Regions from separate parts of the Zea mays genome. Here region 2 is linked to region 1. A link is a contact called in public Hi-C data. All regions are on one chromosome and are shown on one strand. Each heading gives the region's core, a stretch centred on a gene start, on an enhancer-like site or on the middle of the called end of the contact. The rest is flanking DNA. Distances are from core to core; before and after follow the strand shown. Region 1 overlaps LOC118476730 (a long non-coding RNA gene). Region 2 holds the start of LOC100382420 (RNA polymerase II C-terminal domain phosphatase-like 2).

Region 1 (3,413 bases), core at 468-2,967:
ATTAATATAATGATCTTGTCATGAACAATAAATAAAACAACAGTATAATTGGAACATTATCATAATGTAATATTAATCCCAAAACCATAAAGAGCAATAGCAAAAACTACCCAAATAGTTCAGGGGTAAACAAGGTGAAAAGATAACCAGACTAGGGTGACCTATTGGGTCCCATCAAAATTAAGACTATGCATGAATAAATGATTATAAAGAACATTATTGGGTAATAAAAGTGGTCAAGGGCATAACTTGCCTTCAATGAGCTCCTGCTCAGCAACTTCTACCTGCTGAACACCTGGATCCTCGGTCACTGGTTCTTCTACTCGCCACAATACAAACAAGCATGGTACAAGGAAGAAATTAACATCACACTAAATATGTATACAAAATACATAATAATAATCTACACATCATAACGAGATCATAGGAAAAAGAATCGCTAAATTCGGAGTTACAGATTTTGAGTTATGAATTTCCAAAGGTTTTATGTGTTTGGTATAAGATTAATTAAGAGATCAATTTTAATACAGTTTTCATGTTAAAACAATGTTACTAAGTTATAGACAATATTAATACAAAATTATAGGAACTGGAATGGATCAATTTGGACTAAATATGGATTTTCTAGGGATTAAATAAGTTCTAACAATTACTTTTACATTAAAAATCAATTTCTATTTCATTTTCTTTGATTTTCTTTTGCCCTGGACTGCGCACATTAAATCAGAAGAGTGCAGGGGGTATTCTATAAGAATTCCGAGTCTTTACACGACATGTGTACCGTGGGTTGATTTCTACTAACCCTAGGGGCCCGACTGTAAAATGTCACGGCCGAAATGGTATGGAAAGGTATCCACCACCTGATTTGGTTCCGTCGCGCCAGATTAGATTGACTCGGCTATGAATCGGTAAGCGCCCGCTGCTATTGGATCTGGGATCCATGGCCCAGATCCGTCCACGCCAACACACACACGAACCACCGATCCCGAGATCGACAGCCACCATTTAATTGGGGACGAGGGGGTATGTTGATCTAATCCTAGCCGCACGATCAGATCGGATGGCCCGGCGTCATCTTCAACCTTCTGCCCTCCAACACGACGGTGGATTGTACTTCACGACGGCGCTTCGCCGCCGAGCGCGGACACTGCGATTTAATGCCCCAAGACCTCATCCGAAGGGTACTCGCGTAGAGGAGAGTAGGGCAGAGAGTATGGAGGTGATCTTACCCCGGATTCGGGACGATAGCGGCTCTGTCCACGTGGTTGTGCGGTCCACAGAGATTTCCCAGCGACGGTGAGAAATTCCGCCTGTACGGAGCCGCCTCCTCCCAATCATCGACCACCGAGCGATGTGTCGTGATGCGCCCGCCGTTCCCCAACTCCAAACACCGACGTCGACCGCGCGCAGGTGACGGCTGGTGAATTCCACCGCGGATAGTCCCACCGACTCCCTCGCCTATGCCTCGGTCTGGTGCTTCAATTGTGTAAGGGAAGTTAAAAGCTAGGAGGGGGAAAGAGGGGCCCGGGCTTCCTTTGTACCCGGTCCAGAAGGGTGGTCTAGTCTACCCAGTTCCGCGGATTTCGCGGCGAAGTGGTCGCGGCGCCCGATTTCCACGGCGAGCGATCGAGGGAGAGGGCACGGAGTCTAACAGTGGGGTCTGGTTCCCAGTGTTTGAAGTCACGCCCGAGCGCCCGCGGTTCACTGGCCAGTGGGCCCGCCGGTCAGTCGCAGAGCACGCGGCGCGCGCGTGGACCGCTATGATGGCATAAGTGGGCCGAGAACTCAGGAATAGGCCCAAGCGCGGGTAGGGTAAGTATTTTTCCTTTTTCTTTGTTTTTCCTTCTTCCTATTTTCGAATTTCAAATTTTAAATTCAAATTTGGTTGAGTTTCACTCCTTGGGCTAAATGTACAAATTCAAAACCTAGGGCAGGAATATATTTATTCATATATTATTTTATCTATTTGTTTTGTATTCCAAAATTCCAATTAGATCTTTAATTTCTAATTGAGCTACTAATATGTTTCTATTAACTTTATTATTATTATTATTATTATTACCAAATGCACACACAAAGAGACTCCAGCATGATGTATGGCTTATTTAGGTTCTATTAAAGAATTATTCACTTTTACATATGGTTATTCATATGTTCAAAATGTTAGAGGCAAATCACATAGGAACAATTATCTCCTTTATTTCTCTTTACAACTTGGGTATTACAGTCCAATACACTTCGCATCCTGTGAACTATAAAATATAAACATCTGCAAAACATTAGTTCACTGATTACGTTGTTCATCAAACACCAAAATTACTTAGACAAATGGGTAGGAGTCCATTTTCGTTACAATATGAACTAACACCTATTAGTTGTATGGCAACGTATCAGGTGCAAACAAAGTTTCCGTGCAAACTCCATGCAAACCAACTAACAAAAGTTACAAAAAATTCTCAAAAGATTATAGATCTACTATATTACCTACTCTACCACTGTATAAAATTTCAAGTTCAAATTCATCATATGTTAAGAGATACAAAAAAAGAGAAAATTCTTAGATACAAAAAAGTGAAAATTATCTCAGAATTTTGTTTTTTTGCATGTTTTAATATATGATGGATTTGAATTTAAAATTTTATACAATGATAGAGTAGGCAATAAAATACATTCATAACATTTTTGATATTTTTTGTGACTTTTGTTAGTTAGTTTGTATGGTATTTGCACAAAAAATTGGTTTGCACTTGATACGTTGCCTAGTTTTATGGGGTCGATCCAAACAAGGATTAGTAAACCATAGTTAGAAATAGTTGCGGTATATATAGACTTTTTTGTAAAACTAAAAGATTGATGAATAAACACTGTATCGAGCCACGTTATACTAAGGAGACGTTTATGACTTATCCACTCTATATTTTTCAGTTTCATTCTATACTTTTTAGTTAGTTAGGTTCGGTTTCTGTTCCACGCCTAAAAGAGTGTTCCATAAAATTCTATAATTTCCTGTACAGCTGCTTTACGGTGAAGTTTAGCGAGTACAATTACAGTCCTAAATATCTATATATTATAGAACTAGTACAGTGCCCGTGTGTTGCGACGGCACAGAAAAATCTTGACATAATTCTAGCATCCATTCAACCATTTAGGGTAGTGTTAAAAAATATCAAGACAATAAAAAATTGTAATTCTATAACCAAATCATTACGAAAATTGAAGATGAGAATCATTTGGACCCTAGCCATTGTCGTAATAATGATATTGGTTGCCCCAAACTATAATGATCATAATTCTTCTTGTCCAAACTTCTAGCGCCTTGACGTGTCAGAGTCGAACTGTTCAACCTTAACTGAAACCTCGAATCCAGTAGTGCTTTGTGCATCTATCGAACATAACGATGTCCTGCTAATGTG
Region 2 (3,413 bases), core at 533-3,032, 75 kb before region 1:
CAATTCTTCCCAAGCAGGTCTTAGCTTTACAAAAACACTGGTATCACGATTCTGAAAATAATATATCATGTAAATGGTAAGATGATACTAAACAGGAAAAGGTAGAGTAATCAGAGAACAGTAAGTTGAATGAAAGAATTAAATCTCTAGATATCCAAATATCTGTCACCTTCCAAACATAGAAGAATTTATGCTGAGTGCCTCAGTCCAATAGTATTGTATTAAATCTCAAAAAGCTTAGTAGAGTCAATAAATTGTATCCCCAAAGTAGACAAGCCTCTATTGCAGCCCATGAAATGGAATTCACTCTACTAGTTTTGAAACATACCTCTGGATTGATGCGAGTCAAAATTGCATTCCTGTCAGGCAGTCTGATAACTGGACGGAAAACACGCTCCTGACCACCAGACATAGGTTGAACCTCCTCTTTCTGGGTTCCAACTATTTTGCCATTGTCCGTAACTGTATCCATGTCAATGAATTCTTTGAGAAGCTCTTTGTCCTCAATATATCGTTTGATTTCTGCAGACATCCCTGCTATTCTGATAGGATCATCTTCGACATCCATTCTGCGGGAGAGCATCTCGATCCGATCCTCGAAGGACTTCATTGTGTTAGCAACAATAAGGGTCTCATCAAGATCAAACACAATGGCAAGACAGCGCAAGTTGAGCATGCCAACGGACGCTGCATAGAGCCCCGAGCGTGCTGAGCAGCACCAAAAGCATGGCACCTTCCCTGATTTGGTCGGCATTGCCACCAGGTGCAGCTCCTCATCCCCAACTACTACCACAGCACTCTACACAGCCAAATGAGAGGAAGTGTTATACAAATCTTAATGTTCTGTGTAAAGTTGTATTAAGAGAAACAATCCCTGAATCTAACTATATGGAACTCACAAGTCACAACCCATGAAAGCCCAAAATGAAATACGCAAAATGCTTCAGTCTATGAAACTTGTTTCACGATGTACAAGTACCACCTGTCCACCTCAGTAGTTACGTTTTCCGCTTCAATTTGAAATGGACATGGGAATGACATACTCGCATCAAGCCAAAACACCTAAGATGGACCCAGAATGAAATGTGCAAATGCTTCAACTCCTGATACTTCTTCGACGAATTACAAATACAGTGAATAGAAATTCCTAAGAGTTGAAGCTCAAATTGAAATGCGTGCGTTCCTTCTATTTCAAATGTGCATAGAAACTACAGTCTACAGGCATGTGAAGACGAAACCACATATTCGCGGTTGTTCACAAAAATTGGGGACAAACCTTGAACTCGTTGAAACAAGTGAGATACAAGCGCTGGAGGCCCGGGTTGGGAGGCGTAAGCTTGGTCTGCAACTTGCACCGTACGGAGAAGGGCGCGATGGTCTGCAGGATAGCGAGAGGCGGGCACCTCTCGCTCGCCGGCGAGAAGTGGCTGACGCGGATCTCGTTGGTCGGGAAAGGGAGGCCCCCCTCGCCGTCCCGCTTCATCGGGAAGACCTCCATCTCGCCAAGGAACGACTCGCCGTGGAACATCCGCATGCTGACTCCGGCGGGCGCCCCGGCGGCGGGGGCGGCGCCACCGCTGCCACCGACAACGCCTCCCAGGGCCCCCAGCGGCGGGGGTCGAGGCGCGGCCATCGCGAGTGGGGAATCGGAGTGAGAAAAGAGAGGGAGGGGGAGTGTAATTTCGCGCAGCGCGAACAGGTGCCTGCCCCCGCCCGCCTCCCGCTTCGGCGGAGACGCGGAGCCGGGTTTTGGTGTTTGGGGAATGAAGGCGGAGAAGGGGCTTGCAGGCTTGCAGCGCAGGAAGGGGGCCTCGGCTGCGGTTTTATAGAGAACTTTGGGACCGGGCGGCCGGGTGGATGGTTCCGTTGGATCGGTCCGGTCACCGGTCTGGCTGTGGACGCGCGGACCAAAAGTCGAATCCTGAACCGGGGCCGACGCGTCAGTGAGACAGTGACTATCTTTTCGTGTCGCATGATCGCGTCTGGCTCGGTGCGCCGCGTGGGGAGCACCGGCCACTGGGAGTCCGGGATGATCCCCTTTCCTGCTGATTTGGCACGTCTAGGGCTGGTTGTGTGTGCAGTGTGCGTGTCCCATAATTCGTGAGTGAAAGCGGGTTTACTCACAACACATCAATGCGGCGCAGCCCTTAAATTTCCTGCGGGCTAAAGGTCCACTAGTCTGATTTGACGCTAGAAAGACATATTCACTATCTTCTAAAATAAATATTTTTATAATATTTTTATAATATTTTTATCAGTTAAAGATCTCAAATTTGTACTATTAACAATATTTATATTTCTCATATCTATCTATTGATATAAATTATATATTATAAATACTCATATTTTTATATATTTGATTACAGTTAAAAAATGTCAAGCCATCCGGTTAAAGAGGACATCAAAGATTTAAGATCGAAGGGCCATAACCTCGATGTTGACATATGTTATCCACTTATCCTTAGCATGGCAGCAAAGTCAATGGGGGACTCTACCACCATTCCTTGTGTTCTGGTCACCGTCCAAATGGTCAATCCCACTTATCCAATACTCACTCCATTTTAAAATAAATTTTATTTTGGAACGAAGAAAGTATATGATAAGCTATTTTAGGAACAAAGACTATGTTTAAGTGGATGTTCACTATAACTCAACTTTACAAAAACGAGTTTAGCTTCATGAATTTTAGAGTTGGACAGCTTTTTTAAAGTTGTAGAGTTTGCGAAAGTATTTAGCTTACAGACCAGTTTTAGCTTCACTAAAATGATTTTTTTTATTTTTAAAAATCCTTTATACCATTGAAGGATGTATGCGGTCGTTTTGTCTACTAGTTTTTTTCTTGTATGTAGCCTAAAGGGGTGAATATGCTACACTTTAAATTTTTCAACTAAAACTTCAAATTAAGCAATAAAACCAGTTCGATCGTTGCAAGCCGGTTCAACTGCAAAGTTGACACTAAATTTGAATCTAACAACGAAATTGATGAGAGCGACTTAGATCGAACAAATTGCTGAGATAATAGAGGGATAGAAATAGTGAATATGAGTGGAGCAACTCCACACAATCCACACACGCAAAGCAACGTTTGAATCATTGCTTACAACAAGATGAACTATGTGCTCAAACAAGTAAGAACACAAGAATACTTGATTTATCCTGGGCACATCGTAATTGTGCCCTACTCCTCGTTGAGTAGCCTACAAAGGGTCGGGTCTTTTTCAACCATAATCCTCCCTTAGCCGACCATAAAGGTCAAGGTAATCTTTTTCTCAACTTTGCTCAAGAGCGGGTAATACACTCTAGAGAGCGGGTAATATTTTTCAATCTCCAACAATTGTTCTATATCTTGGTTACACTCTAGAGAGCCATTTATGTTTTCTATCTTTGGATAGCGAGAAACCTAGGATAAAATT

What was found. Hi-C and Micro-C count contacts between places; a contact is called where the count stands out from the background.
Region 2: a contact with region 1 is called in a Hi-C map of bundle sheath, with 2.5 times the contacts expected there. The contact joins the promoter of LOC100382420 here to the enhancer-like site in region 1. A contact is called at or near these places in 8 of 25 Hi-C or Micro-C datasets (bundle sheath, ear, endosperm and 3 more).

What each region holds. Positions count from the first base shown.
Region 1 is chr3:182,590,760-182,594,172 of Zm-B73-REFERENCE-NAM-5.0, reverse strand. It overlaps LOC118476730 (a long non-coding RNA gene), which reads right to left. Exons shown (of 6, transcript XR_004857309.1): 5 at 1,230-3,413; 6 at 250-319. Among protein-coding and RNA genes, the nearest start is that of LOC118476730, 6.5 kb to the right of the region's middle. Within about 2 kb of position 1,717, at least 17 of the 20 cell types and tissues checked have an H3K27ac peak or open chromatin away from gene starts, as enhancers often do. A contact at or near this core is called in bundle sheath, ear, leaf and 2 more, where this site is marked.
Region 2 is chr3:182,665,568-182,668,980 of Zm-B73-REFERENCE-NAM-5.0, reverse strand. LOC100382420 (RNA polymerase II C-terminal domain phosphatase-like 2) reads right to left here and starts at 1,782. Exons shown (of 11, transcript NM_001175163.1): 1 at 1,277-1,782; 2 at 329-799; 3 at 1-51. The coding sequence starts at 1,633.